Linked DNA regions of Hordeum vulgare: region 2 is linked to region 1. The links are chromatin contacts, called in public Hi-C maps. All regions are on one chromosome and are shown on one strand. Each heading gives the region's core, a stretch centred on a gene start, on an enhancer-like site or on the middle of the called end of the contact. The rest is flanking DNA. Distances are from core to core; before and after follow the strand shown.

Region 1 (5,853 bases), core at 536-3,035:
TTGGCTCATAAACCCCCCTGATATCAACTGTATACCTTTGAACACTGTTTCAAGAAATGAATAAAGCGTGTGGTTAGCCTAAAAAAGACAGTAGTTTTTTTTAAGATTTTTTAGTCGGCTTTATATATTAAATACAGACTTTTGAAAAAGGAAATGAGAGCATTTAAAACACTTTTGAATGTTATGAAAAAAATGTTTGAATTTTTTTAAACAGTTTTTAGTATAAGTGATTATTTTTATAATATACGATGCACAATTTTCAAATACAGATTGTGCTTCTTTTACTATCTGGTGCATATTATAGGAATATACAGTGAACACTTTCCGAAATACACATATAACATGTTTTTCAATATGGTGAACTTTTTAGCACCATGAATTTTTTGTAATATACGTTAAGCATTTTGAAAATGCACATTGACCATTTTTTACAGAAGACGCTAAACAATTTCTTAGTATACAGTGAACATTTTTTAAATATACGATGAACATTTTTGTAATATACTATTGTCATTTTCATAATGCATAGTGATCTTTTTCTATAATACAAAAAAAAGGAGAAGGAAATGTAAAAAATAAAAAATCAGGACAAAAGACAAAAGAAATAGAAAAAAGAGAGAAACAGAAGTAACATCGAAACTATTCGGGGCTCCTATAACGATACCACTCCTATTTAGCGCTGCGGAACCCAACCGGTGCCTAGTACAACGCCCAGTGCGCCGACCCATAGTTAATTCTTCTATTTCCCTTTTAATAAATCCCCCAAAATGGTGTGTGTGCCATGATTCGAACCTGCGATGGTCCAGTTTAAACGACGAACAAACTAACTAAGTCGTCCATCAAACCTGACGTGCTTGAATTAAAAACACACACACTGAAGTGCTAGATTACTTTTTTATTTTAAAATGCAACCCATAAAAACGCAATTGTTTTACTTTCCTATTTTTCTTAATTCACAATGGTTCACCGGTTCAACCATTGAATAAATACGAAAAAATGAGAAAAATATTAAAAAGCAGAAAAACCTATGAATACATAAATGTTCATACATTTCTAAAATTTATTTCACCAACTTTTAAATAGTTCACAAATTAAAATAAAGAAGTTCATCAATTTTGAAAAACGTTCATCCAATTTTATAAAATCGTCAATCTGAAAAGGTTAAAACATTGTAAGAAATTTCGTCGATTTAATGTTTTTTTTATCGATTTTGGGAAAAAACCATCAATTTAAATAACAAGTTCATCGATTTTGAAAAAACAATTACTGATAGGGGAAAAACACATACATCTTGAAAATAATTTAGAAACATGAAAAAGTTCATCTAATTTGATATATTTTTTTCTAAAATCAGTAAAACAAAATCATCAAATTTTAAAACACTTCATCATATATTTTTAATTGAATTTGAAGAAAATTCATATTTTTTGAAAACTCCACAAATTTGAAAAGGTTCATCTCTTTTGAAAAATATATTCACAAATTTGAGTAAAAGTTCATTAAATTTTTGAATAAAGGTTCATCGTTTTTTAAAATCATGAATTTGGAAAAATTCGCACATTTAATAAAAATGGAAAAAGGAGAAAGAAAAATCGAATAAAAAGGTCTGAAGAAAAACCAATGAATTGAAGAATTAAATAAAAGTTATAAAAAACATGTATTTAACAAAGTGTTATATAATTTTGGGAGTTTGACGAAATACTATGGTATATGGGCTGGGCCAGGTAAGTATGCATTGAGCGTCAGTCAAAAGAATGCACTTAACCGGCATTGAAGGCGCAGAATAAGAAATATATTGGTCATGCCCGTATGTAGGCCCCGGAATAGAGAAGTAAAACCCACCCCACGCCCTGGTAGTGGGCCTTTTAGTCTCTGAATTTGTTTTATTTTTTATTTGCAGATACTGGGTTGGCCCATTTAACGAGTTTGCAGCTAGCACTGCCTTTTATTACATGTAATAGTTTCTTTAACAGAAAAATGCATTAAATTTCAATAAAGTTTAGTAAATGGAAATTAAATTCCAAAAATATTCGCAACACTCAAAAAATGTTCATTATTGTTTTATAAATTATTAGGTTTTGAAAATATGTGTCTTAAATATGTTAGAGTTACTTCAAAAAGGTCATGAATTTAATAAAGAAAAGGGAAAAAGGATAAATGGGAAAAACCAAAAAAATACGGGAAAAAAGCCAGAAATGGCCTTGTCCAACAGAAAACAGTTAGAATGCAACAACAAAAAAATTGAAATATCCGACTAAACACCCACCACATTGAGCTGGCCCAAGAGGTAAGAGCACCGAGGTAGTGGATGAGTTAATGCAATCTTCTTTAAACCACGACACTACTAATTTAAAGTACAAAACTGCTATGACTATGATGTTGCATTTTAATCTCTTCCTCGATCTGAGCATTGAAGAAAGTTATTTATTGGACCATAACCGAGTCTCTCCTTCCTCCTCTAACCAGATCGAAAATAACTTATTCCGACTTTTAATTGTATGTCCATTTTGGCTTGATGTATGGCTCACTGGATCCCTTCATAGGGTTGGGGGTAAGATTGGCGGAGCATGCCAAGTTTTAGAAGAAAATTCAGGCGGCCGTGCATAAGACCGTTAGGAAAAGTCTGAAGGAGAATGTCTTTTGTGGAATTATGTGAAGCAGAAATCCAATTCAGCTCTTGGCAACAAATGCTCTTATGCGCCAAAAATGTTTTTTCTTGCAAATGTCAATTCTTTAAAGTTTGTGAATGACAATGAACATGTCCCCCAAAATAATTATCCAACATAAAACCCTAAAAAGTGGTTAGATTTACCTTTTGTATCATTAAAAACATATTTATCTATGAATGATAGTAGTATTTATCCATAAAACTATCTACATTGACTTATTGTATATTGGCAAACCAACCCGTGGTTGGATGGTTAGAGGGATAGTGGTATTGCCAGTCTACGAGGGTTCAAGTCCCGGTGCTTGTATTATTTTTGGATTTATTTCAAGTTTTCGGCGATACACTTTTAGTGGGAGGAGGCGTTTCTGTCAATGACGAGACGTCTAGGTGACTTTGTAAATCTCAAGATAATATGTTATCTGAGTCTTTCAGAGATGCTCGTAGGGGTAGGGTGTACGCGTGTGCATTCATAAGGATGAGTGGATATGCGTTTGAAAAAAGCCGTAAGGGGATTCTTTTGTGCCTTATAGCTATAGGAGCTGCTAGGCATTCATCGATGGATCCGTACAAAACATCCACCACCGGAATAGCCGGTCGATGTACGCGCTTGCACCCGTCCGATCTATTTGCTGGCACGCGGCTCGGCTGCCTCCTCCGACCAATTAATTCCTGAAGTGATGGTCGAGTTGCAGAAACAAGCTCGTTGTCCCGCATCAGAGGTCGTGCCGCAAAAATCTTTGCAACAAAGATCATGTTGCAAAAAACTTTTGCAACATAGGTCAGGTTGCATAATTTTTTTTCTTCATCTTTTTGCAACATAGGTATTGTTGCAAAAGAAAGTTTTAGAACAAATGTCATGTTGCAGAAATTTTTTATCTTGCACGCTCCCACACTTTCTTTAATTTGGGCTGTGTTTCTGAAACAAGACCATTATTACAGAAGAAAAATATATTCATTGTTGAACCCTTTTTTTCCGTTTGAAAAAAAATCTGTGTTGCGGAGATCTTCTGAAACTAGCCTATTGCTGAAAAAACTTCACGACCGAACCCTTTTTTCTGAAACAATACTTGGGTTGCAAAAATCTTCTAAAATAATACTCTTGTTGCATAAAAAGAAAACTTGGTGCATGAGACTTGTCGTCAGTGACGAACGCTCGACCAAGACCAATCCAACGACTAAGCAAGCGACAAATGGTGTGCGTGTATCAGCCAGCTAAACAATAGAGTTTTCCTATAGCTATTGACTTATGTTCTTTTAAGATTTTAACTAATATGTCGCTATTGTTCGTATCTATTTTCAATTGAGTTAATATCCGTTTGTATACGATTAACATCCGCTCCACATCAATATCCAACAACATACATATTCACAATAGTTCCAATATATGAAAAAGAAAGTGGGAAGATCACTATCCAATCTGCATTCAACCGGTTTCTAGCTTGCACGGGCCACTAGTTAATTTGACTCGGAGATGAAACATATTCATATGACCATGAGATCATGCAACTCACTGAAATCGAAGGAGTGCCTTATGTGTATAACACGTCGCAACAAAACTCGTTGACTATAAATGTGCTCTATAGGTATCTCCGAGGGTGTCCGTTGAGTTGGCAACGATCAAGACTGGAATTTGTCACTCCGTGTGACGGAGAGGTATCTTAGGGACCACTCGATAATACAACATCACAACAAGCTTGCAAGCAATGTGACTAAAGAGTTGGCCACGGGATCTTGTATTACGAAACGAGTAAAGAGACTTGCCGGTAACGAGATTGAACTAGGTATGCAGATACTGGCGGTTGAATCTCGGGCAAGTAAAATACCGATGGACAAAGGGAACAATATACGTGATTGATTGAATCCTTGACATCATGGTTCGATCGATAAAGATCTTCGTAGAATATGTAGGAGTCAATATGGGCATCCATGTCCCGCTATTGGTTATTGACCGGCGAGTGTGTCGGTCATGTGTGCATAGTTCTCGAACCCGCACGGTTTGCATACTTAAGGTTCGCTGATGATTTAGTATCAATGAGTTATGTTTGGTGGTAACCTAAAGTTGTTTGGAGTCCCGTATGAGATCTCGAACGTCACGAGGAGCTCCAGAATGGTCCGAAGGTAAAGATTGATATATGGGAAGTTGGTATTCGAGTTCTGGAAAAGTTCTGAAACTTACCGGTTTTGTGACGGGAGTGCCGGAAGTGTTCCGGGGTCCACCGGGAGGGTCCACCTGCCCTAGAGGGCCCCATGGGTTGTGAGAGTGGGCACACCAGCCCCTGGTTCACTGGCTGCCCGTCCCACCTAAGGCCCGTGCGGCTAGAGCTAGGGTTGCGCCAAGAGCGGAGGCGCCCCACTTGCCTTGGGGGCCAAGGCACCCCCCTTGGCCGCCGCCCCAACCCTAGGGGAAACCCTAGGGCGCCTACCTCCTCCTCTCCTCCTATATATATATGTGAGGGGAGGGATGGCTGCAGGAACACAAGCCAAGGAACAACCTCTCCCTCTCCCTCTAGATCATCTCCTACTGTAGACATTCCGGTAGTGCTTGCCCGAGCCCTACCGAGACAGCTCCACCACCACCACCGTCAAGCTGTCGTGCTGACGGGGAACTCATCTACCACTCCACCCTCGCTTGCTAGATCAAGGAGGAGGAGACGTCATCAAGCTGTATGTGTGCTGAACGCGGAGGTGCCATCCGTTCGGAACTAGATCGGAATGGATCGCGATGGGATCGCGGGGCAAATCATGATGGGATCGCGGGACGGATCATGATGGGATCGCTGGATGTAATGTGATTTGGATTGCGAAGACGTTCGACTACATCAACCACGTTATGTACGCTTCTGCTTAGAGATCAACAAGGGTATGTAGATGCACTCTCCCTCTCGTAGATGTTAGTCTCCATAGATTGATCTTGGTGAGCATAGGAAATTTTTCTTTTCCCCTGTGACGTTCCCCAACAGTGGTATCAGAGCTAGATCTATGCGTAGATGACATAACGAGTAGAATACAAAGGAGTTTGTGGGCGTTGATATTCAAATTGCTTCCGTCCTTAGTCTTTTCTTGATTCAACGGTATTGTGGGATGAAGCGGCCCGGACCAACTTTACTCGTCCATGTACGAGAGACCGGTTGCATCGACACACATGTAACTTTGTTGCATAATATGGATGTCGGGTGTTTGTCTCT
Region 2 (6,276 bases), core at 1,606-4,105, 940 kb after region 1:
AAATGATGATAACATAGTGTTTGCATGGATCACAAGGCATGAATTGAACGAATATAAGATGGTATGGCACTACCACCTAGAGAGGTGGCATAGTCACCGGGTGTTAAAAATCCACCAGGTGGTAGTTACCATCACTTGTGTTTTGTATGTTGTCTGCAGTATCTATCAAATCGGAGAGTATGTACATGTAGTATGTAGTATATAAGAATGTTTAGGTAACCTTAGTTAGTTGCTCTCGAGTTTATGGATTTTTCTGAAAATAAAAAGAAATTGTGCATTCTCGGAGGGCTTAGAGCATCTCCATCGTTTGCCCCCGCCCCCAGGGGCGTGAAATAGCGTCGCCTGGGGGGCGCCGACAAAAAAATCGGCGTGAGGGGGGGCTCAGGTTCACAGTCGCCCCCCAAAGGTCACCCCAACTATTTTTTGAAAACAAACAAATTCGGCCAAAACTGATTCAATTTCGAAGTAAATTCATAGTTTTCATTACATTTTGTACAAAAGTGAAATAAAAACATAATTAAACTACATCGTCGCCGCCCGTCGCTGCCGCCCGATGCCGCCACCTTCTACATGCCCAGAAGCTTGTAGAAATTTGTGTAGTCACTGTCGTCGTCGTCCTGCGCTCCGCCGCCGTCCTTGTTGCACCCCTACCGTGGGTCGTCGTGGCGAACGGGGTTGGAAGGCCCCGACGCCTCCTCGTTACTGTCGTCGAGGATGACAACGTCGTCCTCCTCGCGGCCGCGGCGCCGGGCGGCGATCTCCTCAAGGGCGCGTCACTGGCGCTCCATCTCCTCCCGGGCGTAGTCGTCCCGCGCCCATTTGAGGGTGGTCTCATCGTCAGCCGTCATGGCCTGGTGCTCCTGCTTGATGGGGAGGAGTCTCGGCTCCGTCTTCGGCTTGACGAGGCGGGAGGTGGCACCGGGCTCATTGATGACTATGCCGCAGCTGCGTGTGCGCCGCCCTAGCAGCGTCTCCTGCGGCTCCGGCTTGACGGGGGGGGGGGGGGGGCGGCTACCCGGAGGAGCGGGAGCCGGACGAGGAGGACGGTGCCGTCTCCATCCGCCTCGGCGTCCAGGAGCTGCCACGACGGCGGGAGAAGGCGGGTGGTGGTGGGTACTCGTACCTCGGCGAGTTGCCGCCCTCGATGTCCTCAAGGACGACCTCCAAGGTGCGGTCGGGGACGCACCACCATTGGCGGCGCCCCTCGGAGTTGTGGCGAGCTGGTCGGCGTGACGGCGTTCGAAGTACGCCGTCCACAACATGTTGCTGTCGGGGACGTACCTCGGCACGTTGCGCGAGCTCTCCGACAGCGACGACCGGATGTGTGCGATCTCCGCCAGCCGGTCAGCTCCAATAGGCGGCGGTGGCACCGGGACTCCGCTGGCGCTCACCCTCCATGACCCCGGTAGTCTTCCTCGTAGAGAAGGCGGGCCTCGTCCTCGTGGAGGTGGCGGCGGCCGAAGCCATTGGCTACCGCTCCGTCGCCGGGGAAGCATTCGACCATCTTTTGGGGAGAGAACGGGAGAGGAGGCGTCGATGATGAAGAAGGAGATGAAAGGGCATCGACGAGAGAGGTGTGTGGCCATCAGCGAGGAGAGGACACCTTATATAGCCGCGGGCGGGCGGGCACGGGAACGGCGCCATGTGAACGTGTGGCAAGAACCGATGGGACGTGCATCGCCGCACCTTCACTGTGCCGCCCGTGAATCAATGAAAGGCTGACCGGCGGCGCAGCCTTCGCATTGATTTCTGCAGGAAACGAGGCGACGAGGACAACAACCGCGCGCGTCAATCGCTGACTCGGCAGGCCTAGAGATTTTTCGCGCCAAAAATGTTTCAATCGGCGCCCCCGAGCGACCGAGCGCGTTCAGTTTGACGTGGGACCGTTGGGGCCTATTTTAATCCTAACCGAAGAAAAACGGGTTAGTGAAGATGCAACTGGGTCATTTTATTTTTTTGGTCAACGAAAAAATTTAAACGAAGGCTTATTACGGGGGGAACGCTACGCATCCGCCGGATGATTTCTAAAAATTATCCGTCACCTAGCTAGCCGTTGGATGGCGATCTAACGCCCTGCATCCCCGCCGCATGGTTCTGAAACGACGCTCGAGTTGCGGAAACTTTCGCTTTGTTGCAAGAAATAAACTTTGGATCTGTTAATTCCTGAAACAACGGTCGAGTTTCAGAAACAATTTGCTTGTTGCAAGATTTTTTTCTTCGTTTTTGCGGGAGAATTTTTTGCAACAAGGGTCATGTTTCAAGAAATTTTGCAACAAAGCTCAAGTTGCAGAACCACTACCTAGGCGGCGGGGCGGCCGGCGGGGCGGCCGGCGGGGCGGCCGGCGAGCTCTAGGCGACGGGGCGGCCGGTGGGGCGGCCGGCGAGCTCTTGGCGGCGGGGCGGGGCGGCCGGCGAGCTCTTGGCGGCGGGGCGGGGCGGCCGGCGAGCTCTAGGCGGCGAGGCGGCCGGCGGCGGGGCGGCCGGCGAGCTCTTCCCGTGGAAGCCGTCGTCGCCATGCCTGGGTCCCTCGTTCTGCAACTACTTCCAAGTTGCAGAAACAATGGAGTTGTTTCAGAAAACGGGTCACGGCTCGTCCGCCCGGCCACGTGACGAATAAAGGAGACGGTGGACGCGAAATCAGGATCCGTCGGTGGAACGACAGCGTTTCCCTTATTACGGATGCGGCTGAAGATGCTCTTAGGGCCGAACAAATTTAGCCTACATTGTGCTTCCCCACCGCCACCGGGGTTAAACCAAACAAGAGATCACGTACGATTGCCTCAAAAGAAAAAAGGAGATCACGAGCGATGCACGCGCAAGTAAACTGCAACGTCCCGCAGAAAAAAAAAACGAATGGGATTTTATCGCGAGACGAACGGACACGAACCAACGCGCCTGAAGATCGTGCCTACTCCCTCTCTCCCCGCCCTCCACCGAGGATGGCTCTGCCGGCTGCCAAGGCGGCGCCGGCGACGCCTTTCTCGTCGCAGACGCACGGCGGAGGCATCCTCCTCGGACGAGCTTCGTCACCGCCGCCGCCTGCCGCCGCGCTGCGCCTCGGACCACTCTTCTGGCCGTGGGAAAAGGTTCCAACACGCTAGCTCAACCCATACATGTTGTGTGCATGATACTAAAGTCATACGCTAGCCGAAATCTCAAGATCACACACACACACACACACACACACAAGGCAATCGCTTCTCAGATTTCACGTCGATTTTGCATGAATTCTATAATAGCGAAGGCCTGAAGCCGCGCAACCATCGGAAATTTCCCCCTGTTTCTGATAACCACTGCAGCCGTGCGTATCCGGAGCCCTAACTACAGCACCAGCGCTGCGCAGTCGTTGCGATTTTTTTTCCTGTACAGTATCAGACTATCAGTACAAACTCCATTGAATGGTTACACAGCGGCACGCTCTTTTCCACAGTGCGTTGCTGATTTCGCGACATGACATGAGCTGCGCGGTACAGCTCGCCATCAAGGAGCATGGCGAGTAGACGAGACACGAGGACAAACTTCATGTTCCCGTCTGAATTCGCACACACCCACGCCTGTAACCCGTTCACGAGGCTCGAACAGGAACGCGATTAGATTAGTAGTGCACTGCAGGCGCCTTAACCTGTGGTGGTATCTTTTAGGCTAGGGATCAAACGGGAAATGCCCCTGTTCGTTTGGTTCAGAGCGATTGTCGATATCCACTCTGATGCTGCCGTTCCTCTTTACCGAAGCCGTGCAGCACGGCAACCCAAAAGTTCCACATTGCGTGAGAACGCTTAGAGACTTGACAAAGTTTGCTGTTGCTGTGCTTATTTTAACTCTACTACTAGGTGGGTGAAAAGCTACTGACACGGTGTCTCTAGTAACATTAGCTGATGGCACCTCTCTCTCAAAGAAAAAGAGAGTTGGTACCACTGTCAAAACAAGCAGAGGGTTCGTTGACCTGATCAGCTCGTATCCCTCTTCCTGACGGACTAGTGCAACATTGAACTCTTAACAGGTGCAGTGTCCGGAAATCTGTCGAGCCAACTCTCAGTTTTGCATCTCTGTAGTGCTCACATGACACTCTGAACCATAACATGCAACACAATCTTCAGAAAAAAAATCGTGGACTACACAATTATTGGGTGTGGTTATCAACTCGTCTTCACTGAAATCGGTTTAAGGTAAAATTGTTGTTTCACAAATGTAGGTGAATGTTGGGCCCCTTTCAGTTTCCCCCATGGGTTTTGGAACATGGGCTTGGGGCAACCAGCTGCTCTGGGGCTACGAGGAAAGCATGGACAGTGAACTGCAGGAGTGTTTCAATTTGGCTCTGAAGAATGGCATAAACCTTTTCGACACCGCCGACTCCTATGGAACTGGGAAGTTGAACGGCCAAAGCGAAAGGCTGCTCGGCAAATTTATCCGCGAGTGCCAAGGTTTGGATTATTAGATAGCATAATTGCTCAAAATGTATTCAGCAATTGTGAACTGATGCTTGTTCTGTCATTTGTATGGCCTTAAATTTTATAACATTTCTATGCCCTTGTATTGTCACAGGGCCAATAAAATCTCCAGACGACGTGGTCATCGCAACGAAGTTTGCCGCGTATCCTTGGCGACTAACGTCCGGCCAGTTTGTCAACGCCTGCAGGTACTCCTCCAATTTGTGTGCTTAATGTACATCGGCCATATGTCCTTTTGTTCAACTCCGTTCAATGGATTTGTGCAGAAACATATAGCTCACTGGGGACGGAGCATATCTGAGAAGTTGCGTTACCTTGAGCTTCTAATGACCTTACGGAGTGCCTCTTTTGCAGGTCGTCATTAGAAAGGTTACAGATCGACCGTCTCGGAATAGGGCAGCTGCATTGGTCTACTGCCAACTATGCGCCTCTGCAGGAGCGCGCTCTCTGGGACGGTCTAGTTGAAATGTATGACAAGGTTGCCATTTTTTTCAGACAAATCATATCATGCAATCGAACAAAGTTTCTGAATTCCTGAATTCCTTTTAGTGCAGTGCACACTTACTCCTACATATGTATGATTTGACTATCATTTCTTCAGACACATAATTGACCAAAGCTTCTGAAACATGACTGGAAGTTTATGGCGTTTTTAGGGTCTTGTCCGGGCCGTGGGTGTGAGCAATTACGGGCCGAAGCAGCTTCTGAAGATCCACAGCTACCTAGCATCCAGAGGTGTCCCCCTGAGCTCAGCTCAGGTAGCTGCGAGAAAATAATGGCTGGGCGTGCACGTTGGGCCTATTGGGCCGAAATATACTTCTCATTCAGTTTTTTTTTATTATGCCTCAAACATACTGTGAATGCAGGTGCAGTTCTCGCTGCTGAGCATGGGTGAGGAGCAGATGGAGCTGAAAACCGTGTGCGACTCTCTGGGCGTTCGTCTCATCGCTTATAGCCCGCTTGGGCTGGGCATGCTCACCGGGAAGTACGACGCCTCTAACCTTCCAAATGGGCCAAGGTAATGGCCAATGCGGACGAGAAAATACGCTGTTACGTATGTTTTTTCTAAACATGCAATGCGGTTGATGAGTGAGTGCCTGTCCTTCTTCTTTCTGAATATGTCCTGCAATGCAGATCTGTGTTGTTCCGGCAGATTCTTCCTGGGCTGGAGTCCCTGCTGTCTTGCTTGAAGAGTATTGCCGACCGAAAGGGCAAAACCATGTCCCAGGTGCGTGTTTAGGGATGGACCCAGTCCCATTTAATCCCATTTAAACCCACTTATTATCTACTACCTCCGTTCCAAAATATAAGACATTTTAGAGATTTCATTAGAAGACTACATACGAAGCAAAATAAGTGAATCTATACTTTAAAATATATCTATGTACATCCGTATATAGTTCATAGTGCAATCTCTGAAAAGTCTTATATTTAGGAACAGAGGGAGTAGTAGTTTAAAATTTTGTTTTTTTTTCGAGAAAAATGAACTATAAAATTAGAAAAAGCTAAATAAATGGGACTTGTGACTGCCACTTATTTGTCATTTACATCTCTATGCGTGTTTTCCTAAGTGCACAACGACTTTGGAGTGACCCGAATTTTGCTAAATGATGAGTGGTCTGTCACAGCAAGTAGTCTTTTTCTCCGTACAGTAAATGTGGAATTCTTGAAATTTGGCTTTAACCTACCAAAATATGTTAGAAAACCATGTGCATGCCATAATTTTGGGGAACACTACGCGTCCGTCGGTCGATTTCTAAAAATTATCCGTCACCTGGACAGTCGTTGGATGCCCGAGCTAATAGCCGTTCAATCTAGCGTCCGCATC

Evidence for each region. Hi-C and Micro-C count contacts between places; a contact is called where the count stands out from the background.
Region 2: a contact with region 1 is called in a Hi-C map of leaf, with 2.7 times the contacts expected there. The contact joins the promoter of LOC123434655 here to the enhancer-like site in region 1. A contact is called at or near these places in 2 of 6 Hi-C or Micro-C datasets (leaf and seedling).

What each region holds. Positions count from the first base shown.
Region 1 is chr1H:334,830,531-334,836,383 of MorexV3_pseudomolecules_assembly, forward strand. No RefSeq gene overlaps it. Among protein-coding and RNA genes, the nearest start is that of LOC123434639, 88 kb to the left of the region's middle. Within about 2 kb of position 1,786, at least 2 of the 3 cell types and tissues checked have open chromatin away from gene starts, as enhancers often do. A contact at or near this core is called in leaf, where this site is marked.
Region 2 is chr1H:335,765,158-335,771,433 of MorexV3_pseudomolecules_assembly, forward strand. LOC123434655 (pyridoxal reductase, chloroplastic) reads left to right here and starts at 2,856. Exons shown (of 8, transcript XM_045115525.1): 1 at 2,856-3,086; 2 at 4,193-4,421; 3 at 4,543-4,636; 4 at 4,803-4,926; 5 at 5,105-5,206; 6 at 5,315-5,466; 7 at 5,583-5,676. The coding sequence starts at 2,940. It also overlaps the pseudogene LOC123399041.